Linked DNA regions of Xenopus tropicalis: region 2 is linked to region 1. Evidence: chromatin contacts called from public Hi-C data. All regions are on one chromosome and are shown on one strand. The core of a region is the stretch at or near the end of the contact, and the rest is flanking DNA. Distances in the headings are between cores, read along the strand shown.

What was found. Hi-C and Micro-C count contacts between places; a contact is called where the count stands out from the background.
Region 2: a Hi-C map of neurula embryo shows a contact between it and region 1, with 2.4 times the contacts expected there. The contact joins the promoter of ssr3 here to the promoter of lekr1 in region 1. A contact is called at or near these places in 2 of 5 Hi-C or Micro-C datasets (brain and neurula embryo).

Annotation. Positions count from the first base shown.
Region 1 is chr5:116,093,590-116,099,984 of UCB_Xtro_10.0, reverse strand. lekr1 (leucine-, glutamate- and lysine-rich protein 1) reads left to right here and starts at 2,868. Exons shown (of 13, transcript XM_018094379.2): 1 at 2,868-3,297. The coding sequence starts at 3,107.
Region 2 is chr5:116,248,048-116,254,442 of UCB_Xtro_10.0, reverse strand. It overlaps ssr3 (signal sequence receptor, gamma (translocon-associated protein gamma)), which reads right to left and starts at 2,429. Exons shown (of 5, transcript NM_001005080.1): 1 at 2,156-2,429; 2 at 1,872-1,998; 3 at 1,073-1,171. The coding sequence starts at 2,288.

The DNA.
Region 1 (6,395 bases), core at 1,619-4,118:
AATTTGCACTACCAAAAGCAACTTCACGTCTACTATATGTTGTAAAATGGAAGGGCAGATCTAGCTGTTACCTGTAGTTAATTGCACTGGTTCAGTTTAGTATAAACTGATTTATTATGCTAGTAAATGAACATAACTATCAAAATATCATTATTATAATTTAATTAGTCACATATTACACAACACTTTAAAAAAATTCATTGCCAGACAAATATACAGCATACGGCCCATAATAGACTGGTATCGGTGCACCTTTACTTAAAAACAAATAGCTGATTTTCCCTGGGCAGTTGCACAAATGGTACGCCAATACCTCCAGAAAATGCTCATCATTTACTTCAGTGCCTTCCCCAATAGAACTTACATTATATGAGGGCAATGTAATAAAAGTCACTAACTTTCCACCAGGTGGACTAACCCATTAGTCATCAAATAAACTCCTTGCCCACATCAGAATAGACCTAAGCATATAGTATACACAGTATTGTATAATGGAGGGCTACAAAATTTTGTGACAACATTCCTCTTATTACCTCAACACTATTTTGTGATTTGACTTCTCAGATCACACTAATATTCAACAGTCCATATCTATACTATAGGATGGCAAGACCAAAATGACTGCATCCAGCAACTATAATTAAATTCCCAGGAAGTGTATTTATTTTTGTGAACCGAATGGCATTTTTAGTGTATATAGAAAAATGGTTAACAGAAATAGTTTTATGTATAAAGATTATTTATAGAGGCGACTGCAACTTCCTCTTTCCCCTTTCGCATCAATTTTCTGCAAAAATGTAAGGGACGTTCTCAGAACCTGTGCATACCTTCCCAATCTGTACAATGTTCCACAGTGCATTTGGGCAGGCAGGGTAGCAAAGCAAAACAGCTGCACAACACATTTATCCTTTTCTATCAATGACTCAGCAGAACACCCATCACAGCATTGATGAGGATACTATGGGCAGCCATAAATGGGCTACACCCACTGGGTGGCTATAATACATAATAACAGCAATGTCAGAAGATAAAACTTAATCACCCAAAGGGAAGGGTGGGAGTAAGTTTGGAGACAGAATGGACTCCAGCCTCTGGACAGATCTGGAAACACTTTAGTAAATATGGCATTGTTGTGCAGTACAAAGGACATAGGAGTACTGTGTTTAATTAGTTTAATTACAGCCTACGGCTTGCAAAACTAGAGAGAATAGCCTATGCATCTAAGGCACATGATACACTAAATGTGTAAAGGTTGTTGGACAGGGTGCCCCTTGGCTCATTAGATAAGTAAATAGACATTCTTGCCAAATGTAAGTAGGCATTTCAAGTACACAGAGGCCCATCCTCCCCATTGATAGTGACAGTCTATGGCATCTTAAAGCAGCCCCCTTTGGCATTTGGCAGAATCCACAGATTGCCAGTGTGTCTGCCCCCCATCCCCACAGTTTGAGAATCGCCGAACCAAGGGCCATGGCCCACGGGGAGATTAGTCGCCCATAGTTAATCTCAGCTACCGTGGGTAATTTGGGAATTGTAGTTCATGCTGTTTGCTCCTGCAGGAAAAAGTTACACATGCCATGCAAGCAATATGATCTAAGGCAGTGATCCCCAACCAGTGGCTCTTGACCAACATGTTGCTCACCAACCCCTTGACCAACATGTTGCTCACCAACCCCTTGACCATTGCTCCCAGTGCCTCAAAGCAGGTGCTTATTTTTGAATTTCTGGCTTGGAGGCAAGTTTTGGTTGTATAAAAACCCAGTGTAATTGCCAAACAGAGCCTTCTGTGGGCTTCCAGTCAACATAGGAGCTACCAAATAGCCAATTATAGCTCTTATTGGCACCTCCAGGAACTTTTTTCATGCTTGTGTTGCTCTACAAAACTTTTTCCATTTGAGTGTGGCTCACAGGTATAAAAGGTTGAGGATCCCTGATCTTAGGACACTGCCTGACAAAGCCTTATTTAAGTCAGCTGTGTGTGGAAACACTTTGTTGTCTTTATTAGGCCAAACTCACATGAGCACATATTTGCACTTATTTTCCTTGAGCAATAGAACTCACTTAAAATACCTCAGTATTTTGTCTGTTTACCTTTCTTTGCCGGGATCCTTTATTTGCAAAATCTGCAAGGAAATTCCCATACAGAAATAGCTCTGTTTGTCCAGCACATCACTAATCCCATTTCATAGGCGCTGATTCCCTTAAAGGCTGTGGCACACAGGGAGATTAGTCGGGTCGCTGTGATTTCCCAAAGTCGCCCGAAGTGTTCTTGAGAGGCAACTTCGGAAAATCATAGCAACGTATATGACATCCCAGCGGGAATTTACATTCTTGCTGGTGGGATGGCATTGCAGGGAGATTAGTCGCCCGCGGTAATGAAAATTTGTCATGGGGCGACTAATCTACCCGTGTGCCACTGCCCTTAACTCACCAGGTGGAGACTTCCTACCTCTATCTTCCTGTACCAATCACATTAGCATTGTGTTTGAATTTCAATGTCCAAATGGTAGGGCAGAGGCCTAGTAAACCCCTAGGGCTCATTTACATGGTGGGGAGAGGGTGCAAACTGCAAAAACAGGCACAATCCACATGCTCTGTGCTTCGCAACTACAGACACAGGCAGTCGTGTAACTAGACATCCCCAGGCCTGGGTGCAGAGTATGCAACAGGGCCCCCGACGCATTTTTGTGGTGAACAGTGAGGGTGCCCAGCCACCTAGAGGGGGATGTGCTGCCCTAAATTCTCTCACAACCTGGTTTACACATATTTAATCAGTAAAAAATTGATTTACTTTTACTTTACTTTTCTTGCTAACAGACAGGCCACAATATAACATCAAGCTAAAATTTAATGATTAGAAACTGTGACAGGACCACCACCCTGCTTGACTGGCTTTCCCATTGCCATGAGTCATATCTTTAGCAGTTCAGTGTGTGTATACGTCGTCTGTACGTCTGCTTGTGATGAGCGGCTCACGACTAACCCCGCACAAGATGCCTATAGAAGTCCCTCTCCTTGACGTAGACTGAGACGCGCCCAGCCCACTGTGCCGATACCGGGAACATGCCGGCAGTTTGATAATCAGCAGGCTCAGTGAGAAGCCCACATGTTATGTTCGTGTGCTGAATGGAGCCCTCCCACCACTGGGCTGAGCGCTTTGCACGCATCGTGTCTCTGTGCTTGGGCTTGCGTGATAAGGCAGGCTGTCCCGGCTGCACACTGCATGCATTTCGTGCTGCCTCACAGCTGCCCTTTGAGCCCTTTTCCTGTGCTTGGGGGAAGAGGAGAGAACAGCAGGTGATCGGAGGGTGGAGCTCTGGCGAGTCATTGAGCGGCTCTGGGCTAGTAGTCACGCTATGCGTGTGGTGGAGTGCACTAACCGAGCCACGCACACTTGCTATTTGTGGGACACAGTTGGGTTGTTGTTCTCAGGCTTGGGACAGAGCTGTGCGTGTAACTCGCTCTCATACTGCATGCAGCAAAGGGTTAAAGGAACTCTCCCTCACGAAGAAGTGACAGTTAATGTTGTGGAAGTTTAGTTTAGCAGCTGCTGGGGGCGGGGGCTGCGAGTTGGTCAGTGATAAAGGCAGCTAGGGTTAGGGAGGCAGCTAGGGTTAGGGAGGCAGCTAGGGTTAGGGAGGCAGCTAGGGTTAGGGAGGCTCAGTGCAGGAAGGCTGCGGGGTGCTTTGTAGCCGAGGAAATGATTCAAGGAGGGATGGGGCTGTAGTGTACTGGTTACTATTGCCAGGGTCCTGTTAACCAAGTGTTTGTATGTTTTTGTGTTTCCCTCCACGTTATTATAGGCAGATTAAATCATATGGGACGATATCTATATATGTATGTAACACTATTTTAGGCTAGATTGAACCAAAACCAGGCTAGGAGTAGATCATTGGTTACATGCGACTCTCATACATCAGGATGGGCCTCCGCTATATGGGAGAAACTACTGGAGGATGTTGTTGAACTATACCCCACCACTGCCACTGTGTAGTGTATTAGATGTAAATGCAGATTTAAGAATAGATAATGGATGCCAGGAGCTCTTGCAAAACAAAGGAACTGTTTATTTGTCCAAGACCAGATTATAAATGCAGGGATATCAATACTCACTCAGATGAGGTAACAGGTATTCAATAGCACAAATGATGTTAAAACAAATCAAGCAGATGAAGTATGGTGCCTTCTGTTTATTCCTTCTCATAAAGAGGTATGGGTAGGATATGACAGCCAACAGAATGGTAGGAGGCAGCTCACCGGTTAATCCCTTCTCTTAGTAGAGGTAAGGGCAGGGTTAATTGCTGGCCTATATCCCTAGCACTTCTGTGTCCCTAATCTAAGGCAAGTTAAGGTGCCCATACACCATAAGATCCGCTCGCTTGGCGATGTCGCCAAGCGAGTGGATCTTCACCCGATATCCCCACCTACGGGTGGGCGATATCGGGTAGGAAGCTGCTTTAAAAAAAAATAATCCGATCGTTTGGCCCTGGGGCCAAACGATCGGATTACATTTGAGCTTATGGGGCAGTCGGTTCGGGGACCGCATCAACGAGCCGATGCGGTCCCCGATCCGACCGGATTTTCTAACCTGGCCGATCGAGATCTGGCCAATTTCAGGCCAGATATCGGTCGGCCAGGCAGCTCTGTTCTGCCCATACACGGGCCGATTAGCTGCCGAATCGGTCCAAGGGACCGATATCGGCAGCTATAGTCGGCCCGTGTATGGGCACCTTAAGCCTGTTAAGAGACTACTCCTTTACTCTCTCTCCTGGATGGAGCAAATGAGCTGCTCTTTCTATATAAATCCTGACTGTGTAAATCACTCGAGAGGCAACTTTGCGATCGCGCCGCTGCGTATGCCATCCCACCAAGATTTACATTTCCACCGGTGGGATGTCATATCGGGGAGATTAGTCGCCCACAACAAGGGAGATTTGTCGCAGCTCAGTTAGAGCTGCATTATTTCCTAGGAATTTGAAACATTATTTCCTGTCATGTGAGGGAGCACACAGCCCATCATTAAATGGTGGATCAAGAGAAAGGATGTAAAAGGGCAATATTTACTGATATATATATTTCAGTTTGGCGAGTTTCTTTAATAGGTCACTTAACATAATATAATCTGTTGGTTTGGTATTCATTCATTGTTTTACTTTTAAAGGGGAGGGGGTAGAGAATTTAGCCTTAAACAGAGAGAGGTTTGGTGGAGCAACACATTTAAACTCTTAGGGCTCTGGCACACGGGGAGATTAGTCGCCCGCGGCAAAACTCCCTGTTCGCGGGCGACTAATCTCCCCGAGTTGCCTTCCCCTGCCATCCCACCGGCGAACATGTAAGTCGTCGGCGGGATGGCACACGCGGCGGCGCGATTTAGAGATTAGTCGCCCGCGAACAGGGAGTTTTGCCGCAGGCGACTAATCTCCCCGTGTGCCAGAGCCCTTAAATCCTATAGGATTAAATAGAGATTATGATTTAGTTTTGTTTTTGTAATTTTTGTATGAATTAACTTTTAGTATATATTGCTTGAGAGTTCCTATTTTTGTGCTGTATATCCATTGATGAGATGTTGGTCACTATAGTAACTGATGGTGATGTAATTTTCTGTGTATCCCTTTAAATGTAATCTACTGGGTTAGTTACATTATTTAAGGCTTGATAAAGGGTACCTTAAATTTTGCATATGTGATTTGATTCTCCTTTAATGCACTTTTTGCATTGAAGATAATCTGTGTGCTGCTTCCATTTTGAATGTATCTATGATGTGGGGAACGGAACGGCATCCGTATGCAAATGAATGCGTTGTGTAAATAATGACACATCATTTTTTTAAATAAAATAATTACATTTACATTATATATGTAATAATTATATATTATTCACTGAATAGTTTTATTGCAACGCCCCCCCGCTGGTCCTTGGAAAAATTGTCCTGCTTGAAACCAGCCCTTGTTGCTAAAAAGGTTGGGAACCACTGGTTTAAGGTAACTTTGTATTCTTGAACGATGGGCTTTAAAGCCTTTTCAGGGAATATCATTTATGTGAGGGAAACAGTAAGCACTTATAATTGGAGGCCCTCTCTTCTAGAGAAACGACCGCCCCTTTCTCTGTGTTAAGTGAAGAAAACAAAACAGCAAGTGTTTATTTCTCAGGTTAGCAACACACTGGTTGCCATGACAACCATTGGCTGGAGGAAATGTATACACTGCTTGTAGGACAGAGGGTGCTGGAGGCCATTACATACAGCTTGTAGAAGTGATAGGAGTTGGTTCCCATATATCACCCTCTCACTCCAGCTTTGCTGCCCTTGCCACTACCCATTTTTTAGCTTTTAAATATATTTAACCCTTTGGCTGCCAAGACCGTAGCTCCTACGTGCTGACAAAATAAGTCGCTAA
Region 2 (6,395 bases), core at 1,180-3,679, 150 kb before region 1:
ACACTTATACATTAGATGCCACTCCGCATGGCCCTCTCATTGTGGTTCATTTGCATGTGAGTAAATGCTTGGCTGGTACAATTCTGCCCATCGGCTCAATTACATGCAAAACAAGACTGGAGAGGAAAGGGCTTTTGTTGTAATGCTTCATGTCTAAATATCCTTGCAGTGTATTTCAGTGGGCAGTGTCTGCTCACAAAGGCAGGAGCTTGATAACCATCTGTCGAAAACAGTACTGTGACTAACCTTTAGGACTGAAATAAAAAATTTTATATGGTAGTTATTTTAAAAACACTTTTAATTAAACACTGCTTGATTACATTGGCTGTTTATATTGAGGCAGTTGCCCAAAAGTGAACATCCCATTTAAGTCACTAGAGCAGGAAATGATATGAATATTTAAATATTTCATTCAAAATGATGTGTAATATTTTGGTGCTATATCAGAATATACAGAAGTTATAAATATCTGCTTTTGTGTAGTCTCTACTAACCAGTTCTTTATAAACCGACCAATGGCAAGAGCACTCCCTGTGATAACAAAGTTCCCCCCCAAACAGTGACAGTATGCACTGCTTGACCTGTTAGCATGCTTTTTAACCATAGGTGTTTTCACATTTTTAAATGTATCTTTGAAAGCCACATAAAAATAAACTGGCAACTCTGATCCCTAAAGCTGGCCATACACCTACAGAGGTTCTGTACAATATTCGGTGCGTCTATGGTGGACGACCATTATCACAAAAGCTTAGGATATGGGTTGTCTCATCGATTAGATGGGACAAAAATTTTGATCGGGCAAAATCAGCATTTAGGGCTGAATCGTCGGGTAGAAGTAGAATCCCTATTGTTTCTACCACCATAACTGACGATTCAGCCAGCCCTGGACGTCAGTGGAGGGTGGGAACGACCAATGGTCACAGGAAAGATCGTAACTGGTACATGTATGGCTACCTTTAAAAATAAAGCGACACACACTTTATTGTGTGATAAGTTAAACTGTTCCTCCTTCAGCACATACACCTAGCACCATGTACCATGTAGTCTATTACACAGCTCTGGCAGCTGTTACCTTTCATCCTTTTCCTTCCTGGACATCTTCCTGTTGTCTGCTTCCGAAAGTTTTCGGGTCACTTCTCTAGAAACAGCATCTTCGCGTTTCTGCGCCACCCTGCACACACACACACAAAGAAACAAAGAACAATGTTCAAACATTACACCTAGAAGGAATTCTAACTTCTTGGCTTGTGAGCAATACATTCATTTTGAGTTGTATCAAACTTCTAAAACAGAAATGCAGAAATGATGCAGCAAATGAATGAAAGGTTGCTAGTTAAAATTCATGGGCATTCCTCCTGAACTGTTCCACCAAGAACCCCCCCCCCACCCCCAAAAAAGTGCCCCATTTGTTGCATCTGGTTTTAAAAAGCAAAGTAGCAAGGCAGGGTTTGTGGGCGCAATCTTGCACCAATGCAGGACCTATTCCTGGCTTCCACTGTACATGCTCTGGGGTCAGCGCCATCACCAAGATGGCGGCGCGGCAGTAGCTCGTAGCGGCCGCTCCGGAGCCGGACAAAACTTTGATGTTACTATTCGTTTGTTTTTTTCGTTCGTTTCATGGGTTGCATGTATGTAGCATCTTGGGTCTGGAGGAACGCTGTTTCGTCTCACTATGTACTGTATATGGTTTAAATTACAATAAAACCTACTTGACTAGATGGACTGAACAGCACATTATAGCTGCCAATCCCCGGGCTACTCTGTAATACCCAGGTAGTGCAAGAAGGGCAATTTCAGGGGTTCCCGGTGGATCAGGAGGGAGGCTGGAACCTGGCTTTCATTCCCCAGAAGCACAGACAAAATGCACTTACTTGTGTTTGAGGACAAATTTAACATTCTTGTATGCAAAAGCCACAAGGTAGGTGCTGACCAGCGTCATTACTGTATATAGCACAGCCGACTGCACCAGATCCATGTGCCATATTCTCCAATACAGCCCTAAAATAGGAAAGAAAAGGTCAGTATGTAACGTATATACATGAGGAATAAGTCGCATGTTAGGAACTGCCCATCAAGTTGCATTATACCAATACCAATACCAATGAGAGGGCGAACAAGAACCCCGGGCCCGGCCTCTGCGTGGCGGGATACTTACAAATGGGGATAGCAGACACGATGAAAGCATTGCCGTAGAAAAGCGCTGAAGATTTAGCCGACAGGTTGCGGCTGAAATCCTGCAAAAGCAGATCTTCCTCGGACTGCTGCTTGTTACCACCTTTCGGAGCCATGGCCGGTATCGGAGAGAGAATGAACAGTAGAGACACGTCTCACACTGAATGACCCTCCTCAGCCACCGTCAGAGAAATCTCTGTACTGATTCGTCAGCACTCAGGGAGCGGAAGCGCTTGGAAAATGGGCGGGGTCAGAATGAAGTTGCCAGCCAGGCGCCTTTGCTTCCGCATACGGGGCTCAGGGGCGTGTCTGGAGCGGAAAGGGACTTGGGAAATGTTATTTTATGTGCGCTGAAAATCAATGCAAAATGTGTGCTGCATTTGTTGAAATTTTGAAAAACATTAAATAAATGCGGTGGTGGAAATACTATCTGGAAAAAGAACACGATCTAACTTTCATTGTTATGTTCTGGTGGAAGCAGCGGGCAATTATGGGGCGATAACTAAATACTATTTAGTATTCTTTCTATAAGTTGTACCTTCTGTATTGGTAATGGCCATTTCCCACATGCTGACTGACATCCTCCCACAAATTTTTATTTTTAAATGCACAAAAGTTTATAAATAAATAATATCTTAACCTGGTGATTGTTTGTGGTTCATTAAAGTCATTAACGTCTCTATACCGTTTGTCCAGGTATCAATGCACTCAGAATTTCAGTTTGTTACAAATAGCTTTTTATTGTTACAGTTCAGTAACAACATTAATGTTTTCACTGTCTGACTTTGTTCTTACTGACAAGAGAGTGTGTTTAAAGATTTTATTGTGTTTTAAAACATGATTTTTTTTCTAAATCTCCTCACACTTTACAACACTATCCAATAATGTGTACATCATTTCTAAAATATATTTACCATTAGATATTTAATTGTAATAAAACACCATATTTTAACAAACGCCTGTTTTATTTATTAACTTTAAACATTGTTTTGAAAAATGTTTTTTTTTTCTAAATAAACATTTATTTTGTAATTTTTTTTTTCTAGGGTCTCCACCCTTTTTTTAAACATTTGGAGCTCTTGCCACATTTCTGTAAGGGTGGGCTCCTGGCTTGCTCCCCCGTGTGCCCTCCTCGCTAGCCTTGTGGCTACATTCCTCCAGGCTGGCTTCACCTTGGCTGGGCAGTATGATTTCTATAAAACATACACATTGCATTTGATTAATTTATAGTCATGTTGTTTGGGGGACTCATTAGCAGATAGAGGTTCAAGAGAGTGTGGCAAAAAACAACCTTTAACAAACATATTAATATTTTTAATTACCTTCAGAGGTGGGGCTCGTTGGGCTCATTGTGGGCGGCTCCATGATACCATCCAGCCATTTCATGAAATCTTACATCCCAGCACAGCATTTTTAATGATTTTGCAAATGCATGTGCTAATCCAGTGATGTCCAACTTATTACATGTAGTGGGCCAATCATATGTCATATAGCATGTTGCAGGGCTGGATTTAATAAAATGATGATGTCACAAAGTGAAGTGTATGGAGCTTTTGAGCAGACTGGGGGCCATAAAAATTGTAGGGTTGCATGTGGCCTCCGGGCCACCAGTTACACAGCCCTGTACTAATCTATTTTCACAAGCATTTAAATCAACTGTCAATGTTGGCCATTGTTATAATGCCTCTCCTAACAACAATATACATACTGGGATAGTAACATACATTTCTATGTATGTGGAGCCCTTCACTGGGCTCCACTGCCTCTACATTCTCCTCAATGTGTGACTCTGGGGTGCAGGCTGTTGCTCCTCTCTCTGTCCCTGCTCCACTATCTCCTGCTCTGCATGGGCAGCTTGTCTTCCTTATGGGACATACACTTTTTTAGTAGCACATTTTTAACAAGCATAAAATTTTTTTACTAACGTTTAACAGCTTACTTTCTATGTCCCATGTGCCTGCATGGCATAGTCAGGGTCCCTCCTCTTTATATCGCTCCACTTTCTTTGAAGGATGTGGAGTTAAAAGCTGCACCCAAACTTTCTCCTTAGCCTTCTTTGCAGCGTTAGCATTATTTGCCTTTTGTATTCCTGCTTCTGCTGCATCCAAATAGGCAAATTGGTATCTTGTCACATACAGTACGCAGCAAGACAAGCAATAAAATGGCAGAGCAGGACATGTGACAAGGGAAGGGAGTCAACCAATGTAACATTAAAGAAAGACTTTTCATTTTCAGATGTGTTAATGATAATTTTATATACAGTATTACATCTTGAGAATGTAATTTTGATGAATCAGCGTAATCAAACTCCTGATGTAGTTGCACGAAGTGTGGTGAAGATTCCCAAAGTGAAAATTTGGAGTAAGTAAATCTGCCCAATGGAGAGAACACACAAACTCCTTGCTGATAGTGCCCACGCTGGGATTGAACGCAGGTCCCCGCTGCCGAGACACAGTGCTTTTATAAAGAAATAATCAGACTGCAGAGATGTAACACAATAGAAGAATTTCAGAATCTCAGGCTAATGTAACATGTGGTTTTTTCCTGTGGTGCCTTTTCCATGGTTATACTATGTGGTTTTATGATGGAGGTTATCATCTCAAACAAACCTATTTACTTTTAATTCTGTAGGGAAAAGAAAGTTGTACAGTGGGATTGCAGAAGATGTGACGTATTCACATTTTATCCAGTTATTTTGGTTTGAATTCAAATTCTGTCAGTTTTTGGTGCATGTTTACAGCTAAAAAGAGAACTGGCTGACTGAGTAAGGAACGTTGTTTTCCAGATTTAAGTTATGTGTTGCAAAATAGAAAAGAGTAAACTTTCTCAGGTGATTTCTGAGCACTTCTGAATTTTAGTTTACATTTTTATTTTTTGGCTGGGATCTAAGGCTTAGCAGCTGTCTGTGGGGGCTGCTGGGCTGGTACCTTTGTGGGCAGACTCTCCATTGAGGTGCCATTCTGCATTTGGCATATTAATACCCTTGGAAATATGTTCCTATGGTACGAGTGAAGCCATGGGTCACTGCGACAGCTGTGGCAATTTGCATCACAGTACCAGAAAAGAACACAAGATGGCATGCAAGGGAAAGCAAAGAGACAGTGTTACAGTGTTAATGTAGCAATGATGCCATAACATTAAAAATGGTAATGTTAACTTTTTAAAATATCAAGTACACTTAAAGCAAAGTTTATTTAGAAAATGTCAGAACTTTGCTCTGCTATTGATGGGTATCTTATGGCATTCTAACCATCCTCTAGCTTCTGCATTATTACAAGCAAGGTTTCGGGCATCTGAAACGCTAAATGCTACCTGCCGATTGGCTGTTTTGGGTTACTAGACCAATTGCAAACATTGCACCTTTTATTTCTTTATCCCCATTTGGGTTTTTGTACTTTCTATTATTAAAAGATTGTGTCTACTATGCAAGTATTGCCTGTCTAATAAATTCTGCCACTTGTTACCCAAGGGAACTCTACAACTACATTAAGGGTCATCTGAAGCCAGAAACACAGCAACATGGAACAGTGACTTACAGGGAATACCACAGATGCTCTTGGCAGTTCCTATAATCCACTGGAATGACTGACAGTGTTATTCAATTAATAGTCCGCTCTCACCAAAAAATGATAATGCCCTAAATCATCTACATAATCTATGTTGTAGGCTGCACTCTTCAAACACTCGTTATCATTTCTAGAAAGCATGGTATTTACATGTACTTAGAACATTTTGGAGCAGACGAAAGAACTGCTATTAAAAGAAATGTAAAATGTCCTAATATGTTCTTATGGCAGCTACAGCCAATCAGAAATAAGTATACATGGCACCAAAGCAACTCCTAAGTACCATGTGTACTTCAGCTGCACTGAGAAGACTTCCTCTGGTTCATAGGCAGGTGGCTGAAGAACTGAAGGGATCTATCTTTAGAAAAAATAATGAATATATTTTATCAATATATATTGTTATATATTATTGTATTCTATATATTATGTTATAAAAAAAACTGCATAGTTAGCACTATTAATAGAATATCTTATTGTGATGACACTAAGGGGCAGATTTATCAAAACGTAAAACTAGAGCTCACTATAGAAAAAATCACCCACCTTCTATTCATTCGTATGAGATTTTTAGAAGCATATTTATCACTTCTAAAAATCTCATAGGTATGAATAGAAAATGGGTGAATTTTTCTATGGTGAGCTCTAGTCTTACATTTA